Regions from separate parts of the Ovis aries genome. Here region 2 is linked to region 1. Evidence: chromatin contacts called from public Hi-C data. All regions are on one chromosome and are shown on one strand. The core of a region is the stretch at or near the end of the contact, and the rest is flanking DNA. Distances in the headings are between cores, read along the strand shown.

What was found. Hi-C and Micro-C count contacts between places; a contact is called where the count stands out from the background.
Region 2: a contact with region 1 is called in a Hi-C map of hypothalamus, with 2.6 times the contacts expected there. The contact joins the promoter of SGPP1 here to the promoter of PPP2R5E in region 1. A contact is called at or near these places in 5 of 16 Hi-C or Micro-C datasets (blood, hypothalamus, omental adipose tissue and 1 more).

The regions. Positions count from the first base shown.
Region 1 is chr7:73,877,082-73,884,452 of ARS-UI_Ramb_v3.0, forward strand. PPP2R5E (protein phosphatase 2 regulatory subunit B'epsilon) reads right to left here and starts at 3,322. Exons shown (of 14, transcript XM_012181791.4): 1 at 2,728-3,322; 2 at 382-545. The coding sequence starts at 538.
Region 2 is chr7:74,061,657-74,069,027 of ARS-UI_Ramb_v3.0, forward strand. It overlaps SGPP1 (sphingosine-1-phosphate phosphatase 1), which reads right to left and starts at 4,424. Exons shown (of 3, transcript XM_004010713.6): 1 at 3,585-4,424. The coding sequence starts at 4,280.

The DNA of each region.
Region 1 (7,371 bases), core at 2,072-4,571:
ATTGTACAATTTATAGGTGTCATTGCATACAATGTATACATCTAAATCTCAACAGAAGAAAAAAAGAAAAACACAGACCCAGACACCTTAAAGTTTCTGTGGCGTTTAGTTTTTCTATTTATCAGTGTTAGAGATACTCCTGATAATAAGTTTTTTTTCATCTGTCCATGGCTATTTAGGTTCAACTGAGCCCTCTAAAAGGGGGAGTGGGTATACCTGGTCACAGACCAGTAACTTGTCTAAAACATGTCTGAAAAGTCTCCCATTCCTTCAACTTGCAACAAAGAATTTTAACAAATATGGAACTTACAAAAAGAAAATTATATACAGATATAAAAAGATCAATTGAAAAGGAATCCATCACCTGGTCATGAGCCTTACCTTTTAGCAGCGGCAGAGGTGTTAACTCAATAGGCTTGCCTTGAGACCTAAACTGTGAGGAACTTTGCGACCTCTTCTGTCTGGCTTTTCTGACGGACTTCCGAGAAAATCCGTCTACTTTATCCACTGATGGAGGAGTAGTTGGTGCTGAGGACATATCCCTACTGAAGAGAAAGAAGTATCATCCACATACCCCCAAGGTGGAAGCAAACAAGTGAGTTACACAAATTCTAAAACTCCCACACACTTTTTTTTAAAATGAGAATATGGGGGGGAAAAAAGCAAAATCAATTAACAGTTCTATATTCAATGGGAAAACAGAAAAACTTGGTGGAAAATAGAATATAAGTACTATATAAACAATATTGTAATGCTAATGCCTTGTGCTGCTTCTACAATATGCGGTAAAGATGTTCATTTATACCTGAAAAAACTCTAAGCCATGTACTCATTTTTTAACTGCACAGCTCTTCTCATCTTGAGATCCTAAATTAATTTTGGAGCTATTCTGCAACTGGAAAACTTCCATCGATACATTTTCCCAAGATATTTAATATTATGAATGGGCTCTGGAGTTGAAATCCTTATGGTACTTCAAGAATCTACACCAATGGATCACAGCAAGGTGAAATTTACAATTTCTGAACTAACAAGGCATGACTTTTTAATGCAATGTCCTAGCTAAGATAAACGACACCATACCACCAATGAAGACAGGCTAGATTACTTTAAACAGAACACATAAAGGGCATAATTAAAATCATTTCAAAGAAGTCTTTTTGAAAGAAGCCATCTGATGTTACTAAAGCTTAAAAACTATGATGAAATCATGCACCAAAATTGACCTAAGAACCTAAATTCACAGCCTACTTAGACAACAAAGTTGAGTTCCCTTGAAGTTCATCATCAAATATTAATTTTCATTCCATCAAACTAATGGAACAGAACAGTTCCTTGAGATTTTCTTTAACCTTCTCAAATTATATAAAATGAAGGCTATTTCCTAAAAGTAACAAGCATTAAGCTCAGTTTCATTCACCAATTTAAACAGATGCCCTCATTTCCATGGCACAGAAGCTCCACCATGCCCCATGTAAAATAAATGGCAGTCTTTAATAGAAATAAGGCACATAGTGGAAATGCTGAAATGCAATCACTCACCTGGCATCCCTACATAACATGAGTGGTTTTTAACCTCTAAATAAAAGAGTAAGGGAGTTTCTTTCTGAACGTGTGAGAATAAAAAGTTACCTGGATTAGCAGAATTCTGACAGAGCAAAAATAACAAAAACAGAAATCAAGAACAAACAAGACCTTATAGTGCTGAGGTTTGGGATGCTGAAGTCCGTTTGGCTCTTTTTAAAAAAAAGTTTTTTAGCAATCTACCTAATTTAGCCTCAAATACAATGTGATAGATAATTGCCAAGCATGAATGACTGCAGAAGATCACTTAAAAATTCATAATGAGTGCATCTACAAGAAGCTCCACATCACGTTTGTATGTTGCAAATTTAGGGGCAGCTTTCTTTTCCAATCTGGTATGAGTTATTTAGATTACATGTAACCCTCACAACACAAAATTTCCGTAAATCCTGTTCCTCCATCACTCGTTTTGTCTCCCCTTTATTCTTCACGTCTCATAGAGATGTTACTGGTAGCAAAAAAAAAAAAAATTTTTTTTTTTTAATCACTTGACCCTTATGCCCGCGGCCCAGGATAAACGTCAAGGATCTCAACCCTAAAGCGCTGCAGAACTGAACGTGTTTTGCAGCGGGTCGGTGCAAAGCCCGGGGAAACAGGTTTCGCCCCGAACTAGAGCGCCCAAGCTTTATCATCCTCTGAGCAGCAGGCACAGGGCATTTCCACGGCTCAGGATAATCCAAAGAGGGTGCTGGGGTGGAGAAGAAAGACAGACAAGGGGTTGGTCTGTAGGGATGCTCACACACTCCCTTTGCTCCCACCCACCCCATCCCCCCACTACCCGAAGCCCTGGAGAAGCTAAGCTGCTACAGAATCCTTCTCACTACACCAATCCCCCTTTCCTCCCCCCTCCGCCTCCATCAGTGGATAAAGGGGGACAAGAATACGCCTCCAGTGCCGGAAGGTGGAGAAAAAGGGGGGGAGGGGGCAAACAGAACGAGAGACAACATCAGAAGCAATTGCAGGTAAATCAGACAAGTGGGACCGACGCTCCCTCTCCCGCGCCTCATCCCACCGCACCCCTCGCCAGCTCGGGCCAGGCCTTTCCCGAGGCCGGTGCCCTGCGGGTTCTCCAGGAGGACGGGGAAGAGGCAAGCAAGGAGGAAAGGAAGCGGACAAGCCGCGAGGCTGGAGGGACGAAGTTACCTTGAAGCTTCTGGAGAAGAATCCAAAGATGATCTGTGGTTTCGGAGGGGCGGGAGACTGGAGAGAGGGCCGCAGCGGGGGCGGGTGGCGGGACAGGGACGTGCAGGGGGAGGTCCGGACAGCGGCAGGGAGCCCGGGGCGACGGCTGTCCGGCGCGGCGTCCCTCCGGTTCCGCGGCGGCGGCGCCTCTAGGCCTCACAGCCGGACCTGAACCTCAGCGCTCCCGCGGCGGCAGGGGCCTCACGATCCTCCCCCGCGGGCCCGTCCCATCAAATCGGCACCGACCCGTTGCGGCTCCGCCGGTGGCTCCTCGCTCACATTCCCGGCGGGCGGCGCCTCTGCTCGTTGCCTCGGACCCGGCGGCAGAAGCGACGACGAGGGGAGGGGGGAAGGGAGGGAGGAAGACTGAAGCCGCAGCAGCAGCAGGAGAAGGAAGGAGAAAGAGGAGGAGTCGCTGGGGCTGGAGCCGCTGCTGCCAGAGCCTCAGTTTGATACCCGCGGTGGGTCCCCGTCAATGCCCCTTTCTCTCTCCTATTGTCAATATCACCGGGCGGCTGAGTCCATGGCACACGCGCAACCGAACCTTCTCGCCAGCAGCGCCCGCCTCCGGCGCCCACTCACTGGAAACTTCAAACGGGAAGCAAAGCTTCATTGGTCGGCGTGCGCCTTCACTCCCCTGTCAGCATGTTCGGCTGAGAGCCGATCGCGGATTGGCGGCGGGGGGGGGGGGGGGGGAAACAGGAGGGTGGGAAGAGAGGAGACCAAGGATTGGACTACGGCGAGAAGAACCCGGATGCAGCCGCGTTCTCAGGCCGCGCTGCCGCCGCTTCCGCCAAACCGTAGGGTAGGCCGATGAAAAGAGCTGCTGCAGCGAATAGGCCTAACTGGAGCTGCTAAAGCTCGGGAGGTGTGCAGCGGACATAAATACGAAGGGTTTCTGTGCAGTGCGGAACCTCTGGGCGGCGGTCGTCTGCAACTTGAGGATTCCGAGGGCAAGGGTCGGGTAATCCCCGGCCCTCGATTCCTCCCCTTTCAGCCGTGAGACTGACCCTCGCGACGGGAACGAGCGCCGCTGCTCCTGTAAATGGGCCCTTCGCGGCTCGCGGCCGTAAACCCCCAGCAGTCGCTCTCCGCTCCACCTTGTGGGAGGCCTGGCACCGAAATCCGAACCCCTGGGACCCGGCCAAGGGTTGGATATCGCTTCGAGTTCTCTCTCGTCCTCGTCTCCTTTTTCCTGAACCTCTATTTTGAATGTCAGCTCCCTGGAGCTGCTGCAAGCCTGGTTGGGGCCAGGTCGGTGTGGCGGGCGCAGGTGGGAACGCTGTCTCTAAGCCCCGAGATCATTTACTGAGAACAGCCGCTTGGGCTAACCCGCTGCACAGAGCTCAGGGAAGCCCAGCTCCAAACCGTGGGAGTTTGGGAGCTTTTAATTGGCAAGTTGGATCCGAAAGAGTTTGCGGCGAAGGCTTCACTTAACTCTAGCTAGAACAAGTGATTAAATATTTAGAGACATGGTTGTATTCTTAGTGAGCCCTAAGCCAAGTGGTGAAGTCCATGGGGTCGCAAAGAGTCGGACACGACTGAGTGAACAGCCGAAGTGGTGCATTACCAGAGAATATTCTTGAACCGTTGCTCTGTTCGAGTGCATGCTACATTTGTCTTTTGAGAGGATGAAAAAAAAAAATTAAGTACAAATGCCAAGGTACCAAATGTTCAAAACTTGGATAATGAAAAAAAAAAAAGCAAGCATTTATAATCATTCAACCCAGAGACAACTACCGTTAGCATTTTGGTGTACTTCCCTCCAGCATTTTCTTCTTTAAAATTGATTGTGTATTCCTTTCTGTAGACTTTGAACTTTTCCACTTGGCATTATATCATGTTTTCCATGTAAGTAAAACTGTCCCATGCATACAACTAACAGCAGGAAAAAGAAATGCTTTTATTTCTCTTGTTTGTGTTGTTTAACACTCAAGTGTTGCAAATTTCTATGCATATCCCCAAAAATGAGTCTTGAATGAAAAAAAAAAATTTGTCATTAAAAATATAGGAAGCCGAAAAAGTTGGTGCTCTTAGATGGAAGTGGGTTTCCCCCACTGGCTCCAGATGATTGGCCACTATAGTGTCTGTGTTTGCTCTGAAAAGTTCCATCTCCCCTGAGCATTATAAAACTGGCTAGAATACCAGTCTCCCTCCCACCTTCAAGAAACTTGCATTTCCACATCTAAATTTCCCATACCAGTCTTCATGAAAAATTCAGTGTCCCAGCCATGCAGTACTTCTTTGCTCAATTTCTGATTTAGGGTAAATGCAGAATTTAAACCAGGGAAGATTTTTAAACCAACTCAGTTTCCCTTGGCAACAATTGAACTGTCAAAGAGTAGTGCTTGTTTGAAATGCTCACAGCTGTTGCTTAGAATATTTCACATTTTGTAGAGTGGGGATTTTGCTTGCAAATTATGGATCTCTATAAAGACAATTCATTTCAAAACTCTTTCACTTTCTATAAAATGGCTGAGTAACTGAAATGAGTAGGTTTTTTTAAATGGAAAAATCCTTGCCTATGTGAGATTGTTCCTTGAACTGATAGTTTCTAAAGGAGGTCCAGGCCTCCAAGGGGTATGTATATTCCAGGAGAGTACAAAGCAGTTGAGAAATGGAGTATTTCCTGCCATATCAATAAACCGTGGAGTCACAACCATCAGCTATTTTGGCTCTCCAAATGTGAATTTCGAAGCCACCCCCAGGAAGCCCTCAGGCTGCAGTCATTCCCTAGATGAGCACTGAGGAGCTGGGGGGGGGGGGGGGGGGGGGGCGGAACAGATGGGGGAGGGGGGAGATGCGAAAAATGCAGGATACTGGCCCCAGATAACTGAGATGTAAATGAAAGAAGTGATTTCAGTGAACCCAGACTCTTGCATCTTCCTATATATAGAAAAGCACTAAATTCCTTAACTTGAGATATCCTCAGTTCAGTTCAGTTGCTCAGTCGTGTCCAACTCTTTGCCACCCCATGGACTGCAGCACGCCAGGCCTCTGTGTACATTACCAACTCCCAGAGTTTGCTCAAACTCATGAGCTATCTGGTTTTCCTTAATTAACAATAATCTTTTGATGTTTAAACCACCTGCTCATTGTTGGAAACTTCTATATAACCTGACTCCTCCCCCCCACCCTCAGAGCAGTTCTCTCAGGGTCACTTGAGATGCTGTTTCCCCGGGCTTAAAGTCCTAAAAATTCCCACCAAATAAAATATGACTCTCAACTTTTAGGTTGTGACTATATTTAAAGTCAACCCAGTCCATTTGGGCTGCAGGAGTAAAAAGTGTGGGGACATCTTTTATGCCTGCTGCCAAGTCGCTTCAGTCGTGTCCGACTCTGTGCGACCCCATGGACAGCGGCCCACCAGGCTCCGCCATCCCTGGGATTCTCCAGGCAAGAACACTGGAGTGGGTTGCCATTTCCTTCTCCAATGCATGAAAATGAAAAGTGAAAGGGAAGTCGCTCAGTCGTGTCCAACTCTTCGTGACCCCATGGACTGCAGCCTACCAGGTTCCTCTGTCCATGGGATTTTCCAGGCAAGAGTACTGGAGTGGGGTGCCATTGCCTTCTCCCTCTTTATGCCTAGTTCTAATCAAAAAAGAAAAACTAATATTCTACATATTTTATATATATAATGAGTGATCCTGCACCCAGTCCATGGAATGATCTCTTGACCTAGAACAGCACAGATGTCCTCAAGGAAAGGTGGGAGTTACCCATTTTCAGGGGTTGGCAGTGGTAGTCTCAGTCAATCTCTGTCAACATGTAATGATTTATTGCGGTTTGCTCGGTTCAGTTAAGAGAAGTTACTGAATATATTACCTAGGTTTAATGAAACTCATGATTGAGCTCAGCTGCTCAGTCGTGTCTGACTCGTTGTGACGCCAAAGACTGTAGCCTGCCTCTGTCCATGGGATTTCCCAGGCAAGAATACTGGAGTGGGTTGTCATTTCCTGACTAATCCATAGAAAATATCCAAGTTGCTTTACAGGGTTCTTTGCAGTGAAACCACAGGAAAACAAGCAAATGGCAGAACTGACACATCTTATAGTATCAAGTTTTTTGGGAGCTACATTTCAAAATTAGTGTAATAAATTCAACCAAATTTTGGCTTGAAAAAATACCAAACTCATCAAGAAGATTCTGAATGTGGATTTATATCCACTGTCATTAACAGTGAACTTCATCCCGAACATATAGTATAATTGAGTTATTAGCTAATGCTGGTAGCATATGTATATACTTTATAAATAAATATACATATATGTGGTTAATAATTGCTCCCCCAAAATATGCTGATGAAAATGAATGATCAAAAAGGTTTGGAGACATTTACACAAAAATATAAAAACAACAACAAAGAACTACATTATAATTGTCTGGGAAGCCATCATCAAGTGACAAAACACTGTTCATTGTATCAGATGAAAGCATTCAGTTCCCAGACCAAGGCTGAGCTTATCATGAATCTACTAGTGAGCTGACCATGTGATGAGACTGGAAGATGTAGACTGTCATCTTCTGGTGAACTAAAGAAGTTCACCAGACTGACTAGTGAACTAAAGAAGGGTTAAGATAATAAGCAGAAGTATCATCAAAACA
Region 2 (7,371 bases), core at 3,174-5,673, 190 kb after region 1:
TTTAAAAGAAATATTTGTGACTTTTGTACATGTATCTCAAGGCATATCAAAGCTGTTTTTGTATTGTAAGGACACATATCTATTTCGAAAATTTTATCACGGCAAAGTTAATTTAAAATTGACAAAGCACGATGTGAAGAGTTCTCTCTGTAAGCTCTGGAGTCTGTCCATAAGTTTGCAGTCAGCCTGTGACTCACTAGCTATATAACTTTGAGAAAGTTATTCTTCCCCTATCTCAGTTTCCTAATTTGTAAGCTTGTATTAACAGTAGGATCAAACACTGGTATGTTTTAAGAGCAGACTAAATGAGGTAATAAACATTTCAAACAATATCTGACCCATCGTAAGGCCTTAATAAATATTAATAAAGATAATAATATTCCTTATTTTAATAATAATTTTAAGAGTAGTGAAAGCATATGGACTAGTTGGGAATGGGTAAGGCTATAAAGCATGTGATGTCACTAATTTTTTTTTAAATGAAATTCATCTAAAAATTGTTTAATGTTATTAAGTCAAGTATAAAATTTGAACTCATTATATGCCATATTATTGAAAAATTAAGACTTTTTATTTCTGGAAAGAACATGCAGAAATAAATATAAAAGGAGTCCTTTACTTTTTCATATTATTCTTCAAAAGACTATGTTTTTAAGATCGAATGTTCCTTATTTCTTACTTTTTCTCACTTCAGCTATAAAAAACTCCAACAAATAATATGATCAAGCTATTTAATACGTGGAGAAATGCCATAACACTTTTTATCCTGAATTACTGGAAAAAATTCTTCCAGTATATCAAATAATTGTTTGGAGCCATACTGTTTCAATTTCCCTTTTTGTATTATTAACATGCCTTTAAAAGAACTGCAAAAGAACAGCAATGTTGGAGAAATATAAAATATAGTCTAAGGATCAAATATACTAATTTTACTGGATGGGACTTCAGAAAGTACATGTTTTTTTTCCTCAAAAATATTGAGGGAATTTCAATAAAATGCAATACCCCTTACTTATCTAATGGATCAGAATCTCTGGGGGTAAACTATAGGAACTGCAGTTGATGCAAGCCCCTAATAATTTTTCCGGCTTACCGTTATTTAAAGAACTCACGAATAATAAAACTTAAAGGTTTCACTTAAAAGGTTTCATGTAAGTGAACCATGACCAGATTTCAAGCAGGAACAGGAAGTGGCATGAAGGGAGGAGTGAAGCAGATGTCCTACCAAAGGGAGATAACTCAAGTGTCCAGAGAAGTTTCAGCATCCTAGGCAAGTAGAGACAAACACACCTGTCGTGAACAAGCAGCAGGAGCACAAGCAGACGGCGACTGTGAGCCAAAACTGCTGTTACTTAGAAAAGCACTAGGCTTTCACTGTTAATTCCTATCCCACTTCACAATACATACATTTTTTCATTACTCACTCTGGAAATACAAGCCTCCTAAGTACTACAGTACTAATTGGCAGAGAAGAGGACCAAAACACCTTAAAGCAAAGCATGGTACTTTTGTTTTCAATTCATAACAAGGTTTTTAAACAAAAAAGTAAAAAAAATTAAAAGGTCATTTAGGTTTTTTGTACTGAATTATTACAACCATTTATTAATACAGAACTTTCATGTAAGGGAGTCTTTTTTTCAAAACAACTAATCAAAGACAAATAATTACTCAAATTTTGGAAGTTTATTCAAACCTGTAATGGACATGTAAAAGAATAAACAAATTTTACAAGATTAATTCTACTGTAACTGGTCAGTTTCAACATCTGTAAAATGACAGTTTGAAACCAGGAGACGTTTAAGTCCTGACTAGCTCTAATTCTAAAACTGTATGACATACAAAGCCCTCAAACTTTGAATTAAATATACTAGGTTGTTGAAAAACTATACTGTAAGCATACTCTGGTAATTCAAATAACCCTGAAGTGTTAGAATACTGATAGATGCATCCCGTGGTACTGTTTTCAGACTTCCTGTTAACATGTGCTCTCAATGAATGAAGAGGAAAAAAACTACTTTCTCTTACTTGGACTGCTAAAAATTAATTGCTTGCAACATAGCTACTCAATGAGGAGTTTAAAAAGGCTCTATCATTACGGAATCCTGAAAAATCTCATAAAAATTAGAGAAACATCATTAGCTAACCAGTAAATATCATAACTCAATGACAATCTTAAACTCTGAAGTATTTAGATTAAGTGTATTTGAGATATTTACCTATTATGCAAAACAAGCAGCATTACTTTACAATCTGAACATTACTGTGTGTAACTCCTTAGGTTGCATAGGGAAAAAGAAAAAAACATTCATGGTACTCTTCCCTCATAATTCTGCCATTCTTATTACACACATTACACATTTTCCACAGTCTGTAAGCGATGCACTGCCCAGAAGTGTCTGTGAGGACAAGGGTTTATCTATACTGAAATTAAGTCTGAGACAGGTAACTTTACCATAACAGAGTTTACACAGGATGTGTATTTCTCAGAAGATAATTTTGTGCTATAATGGGGGGGATGGAAATCAAGAAGTCTGATTCCTTAGATTCTTCATAGTTATTAACTTTGTTGTTAAATTAAGGGACTGGTCTGCAGAAGGAACAAACCTCCTTACAATTTAAAAGACAGATAACTAACACAACATTGTAAACCAACTGAACTTCAAAAAGAATTTTAAAGTGACCAGATAAAACAGACATCAGTCTAAAAAGAAAGTTTGCTTCTATATAAAAAAGATCTAGCTTTTAAATCTGCATTTACAGACCATGAAAAACCGAAAAATGGGAGGCCAGAAGTAGTACGCAAAATATACAAGTTTTCCTGTTTAAAAACTCACTCATTCCTGGCTGTCAGGCTATCATACTGACCATTTTTACAAGCCCACTGGTCTGACCAAGATCCCTACTTTTAAGACCAACTAAAACCAAGCATTTGCAAAGCTAATTCAACATTCTGTAGCTCAACAACTGACAGTACAGATCAGTGATCCAAAAGCTAATTAAATTGTGTCTATCAGCAAATTAGCAACCACACCCCTTAAAAAGAGCACTCAGGCGGTGCACCATTAACTTCCACTAAGCATGGCTTTCGTTTCAAATTCATTACTTCATTGCCTGAATGACCATGTTTATTTTACAAACACTGTCACCAGAAAAAGTCAATAACTTTACCTACGCCTGAGACACAGATCAGTCTGGGGAAAGGCACCGTATAAAACGGGTGAATCTTAATCACCCAACGACTAATTATAAGCACGGTATACTTAATCATAATGACAGTCTGTGCATCACAAGAATTAAAAACCTTTTATCAACTCAACTAAAGCCCGATGATAATGTATTACTCCACGAACGGTATTTCCTTAGGTTCCAAGAAAAGCATTACTATTAAAATAAGAGTTTGATGGCTAAGTCTTAGGTTTTCCCTACCGTTTCATTATCATTATTTAAGGTAGAAAGGGCCTGTTTGGAGGGTACTGTGAAAACCTGTGGAAAGAGAAGTCTGGGAAGGGAATGGCCAAAATCAAGCGACTGCGGAGAGCAACGAGGGCTCGGAGGCTGTGCGGGGAGAGGACAGGGACCCTTACCTGCCAGCGGCCATAGGTGAGGAGGATCATGGAGATGGGGATGGCGGTGCCGGACATGGCATGGGTGGAGGGCATGCTGTACTCAGAGTTGTAGAAAACCTCCAACTTGACCACGGGTGGCGAGGCGGGCCGCGGCCAGCGGATGATGTCCTTGGTGCACTGGCCCAGGTACATGACCAGCACCCAGATGACCACGAGCCTCCGGCCCACCAGGGCGTCCAGGTTCCAGATCCAGAAGGGGAAGAACAGTATGTAAAAGAGTTCGTTGCCCAGCTCCGTGCCGAAGCAGAACAGGTAGTGGAGAGGCCAGTTACTCACGTGGGCCAACTGGCCCTCCTCGCCCGTCAGCGAGTTGCGGCGCAGAAGCCCCGCGCGCCGCGGCGAGGCTGGGCCCACCTTGGTCGCCCGCCCGTTCCGCACGCCGTTGGGGGCGCCGCCGTCGCCCAGCTTGGCCGGGCACTGATTGCGGTCGCTCCCGGGCGGCGGAGGGCCTCCGGACGCCCCCGGCTGCCGCTCTCTGCGCCGGGATTCTCCGGCGAGGTGCGCCTCCGCCTTCTCATCCTCCCTCGGGTCGGCGGCGGCCGCGGCTGTGCAGCTCACCGGCGCTTCCACCCCGCACAGCTGCTGGAAACGGGCCACTTTCTGCGGGTCCTGCAAACTGCTCATCAGCTGGGCCAGCCACTGCCCCAACGACATGATAACGGAACCCCGCGGCCCGCGGGCCGAAGGACGGCGGCGCGAGGGTGGGCCGGCCCCCGGCGCAGCCCGGATCCGTCTCGGCGCGCCTACGGCAGCGACAACTGCAAGGCGAGCGGCGCCTCCCGCCACCAGCTGGGTTCTGCCGGGTGACGGCGCCACAGGCCGCAGCCGCCGCCGCGCGCCCCCGCCCCGCTCGCCCCTCCCTCGCCGCGCGCGCTCCGCCGCCGCCCTGGCCTCCACGCGCCGGCGCGCGCCCCGCCGGACCCCGCCCCCACGGCCTCTAGAGAAGGGGGCCCGGCGGCGCGGATCAGCCTCGAGCGCACCCGGGTGGCGTGAGGGCGCTGAGGCTCTGCCGAGCGGCGGCCTGGAGGTTCTCCTTATTGATACCCACCAGGCGTCGCGGCGCTTGGCGGGCCGGACTTTGCGCGCCCCTCTTCAACTTCAGCCCTCGCTCCCTGCTGGCTGGGATTGCCGGCTTCTCTCGGTCCGGCGTTGACTGGGAAAGGCCACGATCCTGGTGCCAGGTTCGGCGGTGCCAGTGGCCAAGCATCCGGACGTCTTGCTGGCACAGAATCAAATGGTGAATGGTGAACGAAAGCGAAGTAACTGCCACGCACTCAAGGAATTACAAGTAATTACGGAGATGTCCTTAAAGCCACGTGCCAGTTGACTGGTGGTGACGAGAGTAGGTATAGATCCCAGGACAGTAGGGTGTCATTGACTGTCAAAAGCTCAGAAATAAGTGAAGTAAAACCAATAAATCGCTGAAGTAGTAATTAGTAAATGGATATTGTGCACACACCAAAGAGACAGTTTGTCAACTAGGATCGCTCAAACCAAGATACTGAGTGAGGCATCGGGGTATATTGTTATAAAGCAGCTTATATGGTGAGAAGGTAGTGACTTTTTTCTTCTTCATAGTGATTGGTTATAATAGAATTTTCATGGGTTACCTCATATCAGCCTTGAGAAGCAGTTCAAATTTTGCTTATTATTTCCAAAAAAGTGACTAAGTTGGTTTCGTCTGCCCAAGGAATTAAGACTGGTCTCCGTTTGGTTTTGAATTTAACATATTTTTGTCTAAGTTACCAGATCACAGTTATTCTTAACCTACCTATAGAATTTCCTTTTGATAAATTCCAATAGCTAGCAGGGTTGCACAGAAGATGTGTAATTGGCAGCTGAACTCAGGGGGTAGATTTCTGAGTTTGATAAGGCTGGTTTAGAAACTTAACTTCCATGTCCCACAAGTTACAAATTTGACTTCTAGAAAGAGTGGTTTTTATAAGAAGGGCTCTGAACTCTAGTTCCAGGAAGTTATTTCAGGTACAGTGAATGTCTAAATTTAAAATTTTGAACTTCTTCCAAGAAACAGGCTGGAAAATTCCCCTCTAATGACATATTTCTTATGTCATTAGAAATATTGTATTTTCTTCTTTCCCAGGGAGAATGATTCTCCTCCTCCCACTCCACTTGCCAGGCTGTGACCATAGAAAGATGAATAAACCGTCATCCATGCCCTCAAGTTGCTCACAAGATAAATAGGAGACAGAGATAGATCCCCCTCTGGAGTATAGAGCAGATGGTAAGTTCTAAAACTGAGTCATAAACAACATGTTCTGGGAAGAAGAAGAAACAAGTTGACTAGCAACAGCAAAAAAGTTGTTGAGGTGATCCTGTTAAGCTAGATCATAATTGAAAAGTGAGATATGAATAGTTGGAGAAGCCCATCTTTGGGAAAGAGAAAATGAATAAAGACAGATGGGAATGTGCAAAGACATATTTGGTAAACAGTTAATAGCTCATAGAATACAGAGTAGAAAGGGTAAGTGACTGGAATGGGAAGGGAAGATAGGACCAGATTGTAAAGGCTGGGGATTTTATTTTGCAAGCAGCGCATACATGCTAAGTTGCTTCAGTCGTGTCCGACTCTTCGTGACACTATGGGCTGAAGCCCACCAGACTCTTCTGTCCATAGGATTCTCCTGGTAAGAATACTGGAGTGGGTTGCCAATGCCTTCCTCCAGGGGATCTTCCTGACCCAGGAATCAAATCCGTGTCTCTTACATCTCCTGCATTGGGAGGCAAGTTCTTTACCACTAGCACCACCTGGGGAGCGCTTGTAAGCAGTGCGGGACCATCAAAGGCCTTTCAGCTTGGCCACCAACACCATTAGAACTGTGCTTAGAAAGAGGACTAGGAAGGAAATCAATGGTGAATTGCCACAGTTCAGAGACCAGAGGCCAGGTAAATCATTAGATGATTACAGTAACCAAGTGAGAGAATGAGTGCCTGAACTAGAATCAGATTATGAGAATTGGAAGGAAGGGATTTGAAAGGATCTGCCTGCAATGCAGGAGACCCAGGTTCGATCCCTGGGTCAGGAAGATCACCTGGAGAAGGGCACTGCAACCCACTCCAGTATTCTTACTCGGAGAATCCCATGGACAGAGGAACCTGGTGGGCTATAGTCCATGGTGTCGCAAAGAGTCAGACAGGACTGAGCGACTTTCACTACTCACTACATTTAAATTCATAGCTCTGCAGGCAAACAATAGTCCATCCCTGATTGGAAAATATTGTCTAATATTGAGACATTTCTAATTTAATGAGGAAGACATAACTAGAGAAAACATGCAATTATATTCAAAGATGTAAAGCGAAGCATAATAAACAGTTCTAGGAAGTGAGATACAAGCAATCACTATGTGGAGTGAAAGGCAGGAAGGTGGCATTGGGTTAGCTCTGACTGCTTCTGCCAAACAGATGATTAGCTGGTGTTTAAAGTCAAGGAGCAGCTTTGTAGAGAGAAGTGTCTGTGAGGCAATTTGCACATGCTTTTCTATGAAAATAATTTGTTCAGAGGGGAATTATTCAGGTTCAGCCAAGAAATTTTTAATTCTGGGGATTAGTCTAAAGATAGCAGGGAAAAAAGAATAGAAAACAAAGTAGAAGGTGATCGTTACAGATTTTCTTCAATTTACAATGGTGGTCCTGATAAACCCATCATAAATTGAAAATATCCTAAGTCAAAAATGCATTTAATACACCTAAACTACCTATCAACATAGCTTAGCCTAGCCTACCT